Linked DNA regions of Zea mays: region 1 is linked to region 2. A link is a contact called in public Hi-C data. All regions are on one chromosome and are shown on one strand. Each heading gives the region's core, a stretch centred on a gene start, on an enhancer-like site or on the middle of the called end of the contact. The rest is flanking DNA. Distances are from core to core; before and after follow the strand shown.

What was found. Hi-C and Micro-C count contacts between places; a contact is called where the count stands out from the background.
Region 1: a contact with region 2 is called in a Hi-C map of leaf, with 7 times the contacts expected there. The contact joins the promoter of LOC100282341 here to the enhancer-like site in region 2. A contact is called at or near these places in 2 of 25 Hi-C or Micro-C datasets (ear and leaf).

Annotation. Positions count from the first base shown.
Region 1 is chr4:20,360,321-20,364,528 of Zm-B73-REFERENCE-NAM-5.0, reverse strand. LOC100282341 (Probable bifunctional methylthioribulose-1-phosphate dehydratase/enolase-phosphatase E1) reads right to left here and starts at 1,715. Exons shown (of 12, transcript NM_001155253.2): 1 at 1,367-1,715; 2 at 317-453; 3 at 134-229. The coding sequence starts at 1,589.
Region 2 is chr4:20,166,237-20,170,267 of Zm-B73-REFERENCE-NAM-5.0, reverse strand. No RefSeq gene overlaps it. Among protein-coding and RNA genes, the nearest start is that of LOC100382739, 21 kb to the right of the region's middle. Within about 2 kb of position 2,422, at least 9 of the 20 cell types and tissues checked have an H3K27ac peak or open chromatin away from gene starts, as enhancers often do. A contact at or near this core is called in leaf, where this site is marked.

The sequences.
Region 1 (4,208 bases), core at 466-2,965, 190 kb before region 2:
ACCTGTAATCCTTGCTTCATGTAAGCTGGAATCCCCAGCGGTGGATCCTGGGCTTTCGTTAACCTTTCTAATAAAGGCGGGTGAATGTGTTTGATCTAAAAATCAGATCGAATACACTTGGAATGGGACTTACTCTGAACTCCTTTGCACCAGGGATGAGCATTGTTGCGATGCAAGTCTCTATTCCATGGCTGTGAATGACAGCCCCAGCTCCTCTCATCAGATACGCCTTCAAAACACCAAAGGAAACTAGAGTTTTCAGATCAAAACAAGCAGAAGCAACAGAAAAATTAAAAAGGAGGGAGCATTCACAAACCTTCATGAACAGAGGAGCACAGTCCGTGCACTTAGGAGGCTTGTTTGGCCATGGCTTTGCTACAGGCGCAGAAAGCACTTTCCCATCTGCAGCCATCACATACATGTCCTCTGCTACCATCCTCTCCTTCTGCACACCTGAAAGAGGTCAACACATTTATTGCCACTGGAATGAACTAGCTACTTATTCTGGCAGAATATTAGGTATAAAATTGGAATTCCTTTCAGACACCTGCATTTTGACCCACTAACTAGCAGTAAAGGTACTAGACAGCAATACCATACAAATAAGGATCCTGATTGATATCCTTGTGTATATTCCTTAAAGCCTGAACTGCTTAAGATATCCCAACACTGGACATCTAAAGAGATATTGTGTCAGTGGTACAAGTACAACCCAATGCAGAGCGCACAGTACACCATGAGCTCAACTTGGACTGCAGTGGGATATAAGCTAAACAATGGATACTTCAAAAACTCAAACTTCTGTGTGCTATAACTTGGTGAAACGGAATTTTAAGTTGGTCTCATGGCAACCCATCATCATTCTGGGCCTTTTCCAGCGAAAGAACCTCCATCAGTTGTTTCAAAAATTTTAACTTGAATTTAGTTAAAAGTCGCCTCCACTTGAGAACTACTTGGCCTGAAGCGTTAACCTTATATGGTAATGCCTCATAGCTAGTCCATTTCATAGCATTTCATCATTGTCAGAACATGAACATAATTCGGATCAATAAAAGTAGTCCGATCAGAGGGATTCCACGTGAAGCGTGGAGACATATGGCATGAGGCATAGCTTGGGCAACAGCAGCGACTGTTTCTTGGATAACAGCAGCGATTGTTTCTTGGGTAACAGCAGCGATCTTTTCTTTTTCCAGTAGCAAACAGCAGCGATTGTTTCTTGGGTAACAGCAGCGATCTTTTCTTTTTCCAGTAGCAAAAAGCAGCGGCATCTAACTCACTACGCGGCAATTCGTCGAACAGGTGACAAGCACTCCCAAGGCCACAAAAAGCAAGCAGGAAGAGGAATCCAAGGTGAATCGCTGGTTACCGGAGGGTGACATAACGATGAGGCGATCGGCGAGCGGCACGGTGGGGTCGTTGACCTTGACGGTGATGCTGCCGCCGGTGCCCGTGACCCATCCCTGCGCGTAGAAGTGCCGACAGAGCTCCGCCACCAGCTCCCGCGCCTCCCGCACCGGCGCCCCCTCCAGGTACGCCTCCGACGCCATCGCCCCCACCGCCGCCTCGCAGCTGCACCCACTGCATGCCATGGCCGTCCCTGCCTCCGCCGCTCACGTGCCGGGATTCGAGCTGCGTGTGGGGCTGTCTTTTATTCTCTTCAGATGCTGCCAGTGGCGGCTCGATTAGTGCTGGCGAGGTTCGCAGAGAGGGCCCACATGTCAGCGAGTCATCCACGGGGAATCTCGGGCGCGGGAAGATATATATAATAATGTAATCTCGGGAATAGTCGGCACCGCAGAGAGGCGGCTTTTACTTTTTGTTACTCGAGATCGCGGACCACCGGCTCTGCGGAGTGTGGGCAAGGGAAGGACTGGGTTGTAGGACCGGGTTGTAGGACCGGGTTGTCAACGAGAAAGTGTGGTGGAGGCTAGATCGTTTTGAGTAGCTGTAACTGGCACGGCCAAGGTCATTGTCACGGGGAGCATGCGTGAAATAGGCTGCCGGATAGGTGGGGTCCGGTCAAATAAGCCACAAGACGGCACAGTTCGTGATGACATCTCACCCGCTTACCGTCGGATACAAACCCTAAATATTCGATACGATGAGTTTGCACGTCGATGTTAGAGAGGATGGAATTGAATTCAGTTGAATACCAAATCATGCATGGTATTAAAATGAAATGCAATCCTAATTATATTGTTTAGATGTCACTGAATTTGAGTTTAAAATTATGTGGTCTAATTTCACGCAATATCTAGGAGTAAGACTTTGTATTGGAAAAAGGGTTTATAGTTATAGTCTAATTTAAAACGTTTATAGTTATAGTCTAATTTAAAACCTCTGATTTAAAATCTCATTCTATGTGCAACCAAACAAAAAAATTTGGGAAAGCTTATTCCAAATCCTAATTATGTGCTTCAATATCTACAGACCAAACGGGTGTAAAATAAAATATTAGTTCATAATAATTACATGGAAACAACCATAAACTCTTCATCGCAAAAGAATCTAAGCGAGGAGAGTAGAGATAGAAAAATAGATAAGAAGTTGGAGATTAATATAAACACTTGTGGTGGTTGCATCTTGTATGGTTGGCATATACAAGATACAGATAAGACTTACCTAGTTGTTAAGCGAGAGCGGGAGAAAAACGCATCTGTCGGCGTTTCGACCCGGAGGGTCCCTGGACCGACGAGTAAATTGTTGTTGCGTGTCCCAGCCCAGATGGGTCGGCGCGAGACGGAACACAAGGGGGAACAATAAAGGGAATCGCGGCTCGTGTTGTCCTGCGCCCAGGGCGGATGCGCTTGCAGTAGGGGGTTACAAGCGTTCACGAGAGAGAGAGCCTGTCCGTCAGCCCGTCCTCCCGCGCGGCCACCTCCTCGTACGAGGGCCCTGGACCTTCCTTTTATAGATGTAAGGAGAAGGCCCAGGTGTACAATGGAGGGTGTAGCAAAGTGCTAACGTGTCTAGCAGAGAGGAGCCAGAGCCCTATGTACATGCCGACGTGGCTGTCGGAGAGGTATTGGTGCCCTGTTCATGTGATGTCGTGGCCGTCGGAGGAGCGCTTAAACCCTGTAGAAGCACAGCTGTCGGGGCTGTCGGATCCTTGCTGACGTCTCCTTGCTTTCCGTAGGGGGCTGAGAACCGTCGTCGTCATGGAGCACGCGGGGTGCTATCATTACTTGTTTACCGGGGCGAGCCAGATGGGACGCAGGTCTTGTTCCCTGTAGCCTGAGCTAGCTAGGGGTAGGGTAATGATGTACCCCCCTGCGGCGTGGTCGGTCCGAGCCCGAGGTCGGGCGAGGCGGTGACTCCTCCGAGGTTGAGGCTGAGTCCGAGCCCTGGGGTCGGGCGAGGCGGAGACCGTCGTCTGAGGTCGAGGTTGAGTCCGAGCCCTAGGGTCGGGCGAAGCGGAGACCGTCTTCCGAGGTCGAGGTTGAGTCCGAGCCCTGGGGTCGGGCGTGGCGGAGACCGTCTTCCGAGGTCGAGGTTGAGTCCGAGCCCTGGGGTCGGGCAAGGCGGAGACCGTCTTCCGAGGTCGAGGTTGAGCCTGAGCCCTGGGGTCGGGCGAGGCGGAGCTTCCTATGGCGCCTGAGGCTAGACTTGGCTGCTGTCAGCCTCACCCTGGCGGGTGGCACAGCAGTCGGAGCAGGGCAGGCGACGCTGTTCTCCTGTCAGGTCAGTGAGTGAAGGGGCGAAATGACTGCGGTCACTTCGGCCCTGTCAACTGAGGGGCGCGCGTCAGGATAAGGTGTCAGGCGATCCTTGCATTGAATGCCCCTGCGATACGGTCGGTTGGCGTGGCGATCTAGCCAAGGTTGCTTCTCCGCGAAGCCTGCCCGAGCTGGGCCTCGGGCGAGTCGAAGGTGCGCCCGTTGCTTGAGGAGGCCCTCGGGCGAGGCGTGAATCCACCTGGGTCTGATGTTCTTTCCCGAGGCTGGGCTCGGGCGAGGCGAGATTGTGTCCCTTGAGTGGGCGGAGCCTTGACCTGAATTGCGCTCATCAGGCCTTTGCAGCTTTGTGCTGATGGTGATTACTAGCCGAGTTTAGGAGCCTTGGGGGTACCCCTAATTATGGTCCCCGACAGTAGCCCACGAGCCTCAAAGGGAGTGTTGGTACTCGCTTGGAGGCTTTGTCGCACTTTTTTGCAAGGGGACCGACCTTTCTCGGTTACACTTTGTTCCGGTGGGTGCGCGCGAGCGCAC
Region 2 (4,031 bases), core at 1,173-3,672:
GGAATACAATAAGTATGAAGAGATGTTCATCTTTAATGGTCCATAAAGAATCAAGCGTGTGGAAAAGAAAATTGATAAGAACTTAAAGTCATACATGCGGAAAAATGGTAGTTCATGAAAAATTGTATGAATCAAATTGTATTTGTTAGCATGTATGATCGACTATGCATTGTGGTTGCCAATTAATTTAAAATCTCTCTAGTTATCTATGTGTGCTATTAAAATTCATTTAAATTGTATTTGCATTTTTTTGTTAAAAATTAAAATATTAATATGGTAATCAAATCACAATCGATTCTAATTGAGAACCGCTTGTGATACGAATAGTGCATCACAGGCGGTTTTTTCATTACGGACCGTTTGTGAAACAAATCGAGCACCACAAGCGGTTTGTATTTCGGACCGCTTGTGATACTAATACATCACAGGCGGTCCGAATAGCCTGGGACATCCCAGACGGTTTTCTATCCGAACCGCCTGGGATGTAAAAAAACCTACCGCTTGTATAGAGCTAAATTATACTAGTGCGTTCGGTAGTGATGATAATATGCACACTCAATACTTAATTTAAACTGTAGAAAAATAGGGAATCATTTGAAGTCTAGAAATAGTACGAAGACTACAAACATAGTACGATATTGATATGATCAAAGTCTACAAACATATTACAATATAACCAATTCAGCTCTCTCTCAGGCTACCAAGACAAAACCAAGCATGCACGAGAACGAGGGTAGCATATGTGCACATGAAGGTAATTAACTCATTACTCATTCGCCTCAGTAGTCAAGCGAGTCACATCACTGGACGTGATAGATAGCAACTACTAGTACTAGCTAGCTAGTTATGCTTCAATTACGCATGTATACAGCAATACAGCATATTTCGTCAACCATGCCGGTCCGGAGGTTCAAGGTAACAACGCTGACATGATTACAGGGAAAAACCCTCTTGCTTGCTCTTCTTACCTTTATTATATTCTATATATGTATCGTCTTGCGTGAAACGGAAGATCTATCTTAGCTAGTTTTGTACGTATATCCATGTCTGCTCAAGTACGTGTCACAAGTTAATTTTACACAAAGGCAAGAATCTATATATAGATAGTTATAGTTTATGTTTGATGGCTTTTTGGAATCTTTTGTGTCTTCATCATAAATCCCCACTATATCTGTACACATGCACGGTTGATATCCGGATGGTTAAATTTATCGATCGTAAGTTAATGCCCGTTAGGTTTGATAATTAAATTTATAGACCGTGTGAATATCCATGATAGTGTAATCTTTTTTTTAATATGTAGATGTTGATAGTTTTTTCTATTGACTTGGTTAAAAATCACCAGAGAAGTTTACTTAAAAAAACAAAACTGACAAGTGCTACTCAAACCATCTAACAAAACTCAGCTAGCGGTAGGGATGGCAATTCTGCCCGCGGGCATGGATATCCGCGGGTTTCGTACCCGATGGGCATGGATATGGGTAAGAAATCTCGCCCATGGGTAAGGATACGGGCAACACTTCTCACCCGCGGGTAATTGACGGATATAAAATTTCGCCCGCGGGTATTACCCGTTACCCGCTTAATTTACTAGCCCATCAAAATATCTCCCATGTGTTCATTTTATCCTAAAACATTGTGTTGTAATAATTAATTATCTTAAGAGTTTGAGACTTATGTTTGTGGACTTTTAAGTTTGAACTATGTTCCTTGTCATTATTATGTCTGTCAAGTTGTTGTGTTCTTGGTAAAATGAACATGACCACATACTCTATGGTATTTTCTGGCGGGTAACGGGTTGCCCGATATCCGCGGATATCCTGCGGGTACGGGCACGGGTCGAAAATTTTACCCGCAATCTCTCGCGGGCACGGATAAACACTACAGACGCGGATATGTTAGCGGGCGGGTAAATGACTTACCCGCACTTTACCCGACCCGCTGCCATCCCAAGCTAGCGGAAGGCTGAGAAGTTTACTGAAGTAAGACAAATTAAAGCCTAATAAAGCAAACTGTAATCTACAACCAAGGAAAATTAAATAGCAAACAAGAAACCTCACTTAGCTTTCTCCACTGCAGCAATCTACCGGAGCTGAGCTGATGTTCACCCCCGGCCCGTAAATAAATTGGACTGCTTTAACTTGGAGCGGTTGGTTTCTTGACTTGCAAGTTTAGTGCAGCATCAATCGATTGATGGCCATCGTACGTGACACAACAACAACAACAACTCGGTCCACTACACTAGTTAGTGGCCTTTGAGTTAGCACCACAAATCCACAACTGATGGCATGCATTATTATCGGCCGGCGGCGCTCGCTGCCTGATGAAGTCAGCGACGCGATAATTGTAATTATACTGAAGGCCCCTGCAGCTAGGCTAGGCGAGCCTGTCGCTTTCGCACGCTACGCGCGAGTCAAAGATCTTGCCGGAGATATGCACGATTTGGTTTTGTTGAGTTCCCCCGGCCCGCGTTCTTCTCACGCCCGTCTGAAAAATCTGATTGGGACAACGTGTGCCTTAGGCCCTGTTTGGTTTCTTTAGTCACTAGACTAAACTTTAGCACTAAAATACCCGTTTGTTTCCAATGACTAAAACGGACTAAAGAGCATTAATTGTTATGAATAATGACTGTTTTACCCCTATTAATTAATGGATATTTGCTATAAGAAGAAAGTGGAGAGGGCAAATAATGTAAAAATACTACTTTAGTCCCTTTTAGTCACCCTCTTGGTGACTAAAGAACTAAAGTTTAGTCACTCACTTTAGTCATCATGTTTACTTCTTTAGAGACTAAAATTGACTAAACTTTAGTCACTAAACTTTAGTTATACCAAACCAAACGGGGCCTTAGTTGCTTGGCCGGGTACGTAGCTTCAGAGAGCTTCTCGCTTAACCATTATTATTCCACTTGCTTGATACTGATACATGATATTTAATAATTAAATTAGATAGATATATACACCGTGCGTTTTTGTAACTATCATGAGCATGGATCGACAGTATTATTGCGTACGGAAAATACAACCTGCTGAGAGCAGATCGGGCATGTTCACATGCATGCATGGACATATATATTATCCTAATATAACGCTGTTCTTCGCGCGTTTAGCAATTAGCAGTGCTTGGGAACGTATGGACATATCTTTGATTTAATTTACAGCAAAGAGCATAGAATAAGGGGTTGGTTCACTTTTGGTCACGCTACATTTGCTTTACTCTTCTTTTTCGGACACATTTAGCATATATAGCGCTCGAACCTTGTTCCGATCGAGATGTTTTTGCTGGTGTATGATACCATATGAAATATTATCAAAATGTATTTTACGGTGTAGCTAATGATGCTGCTAATTTGTTGTTATAATTCTTAACGTTCTTCTCAATGAATTGGATCATCAAATAAACTAACAAAATTTCGATTTAAGACAACTCTAGAAATTGATTTATTTAGAAATGGAGGGGTGTGTATTTTCTTGGCTCGACACCGGAAGTTATGCTTTGATAACAAATTTCGTGTACACAAATAATTTATAGGTACAAAAAAAAAACAAAAATGATGTTGGGATCAAGATTTGATCTAACCTTAAAAACCGCAAACATCAATAAACTCACGAGTGTCAAATATCAACTCTTTGCTCAGTATCAAATATCAAATATTCCGCAAAAACTCTTTACTTAGTGCCGAACAAAAAACACTCGGTAAAAAAACATTGGGCAAAGATTTCGTTTGCCGATTTTTTTTCAACACTAGACAAAGACAATTAAAAAATCGTATTTTGAAGCAGTAAATTAATTCAAATGAAAAGGTTTTCAACTACAAATTTATATAATTCATCAAGATGTACAATTTATATTTTAGTCATTTCTTTATATAATAAATAAAAGTAAATTTGTTCATAAAAACTATATCTCTCTCGTAGTTTATGAAATTACAAGAGATACGCATAAGATTTGTGAATAATATTAGAACCAACATGTGGGATGAATAAACGATCAAACAACCAAAATAAACTTTGTAGATCTTTGAAATTTAT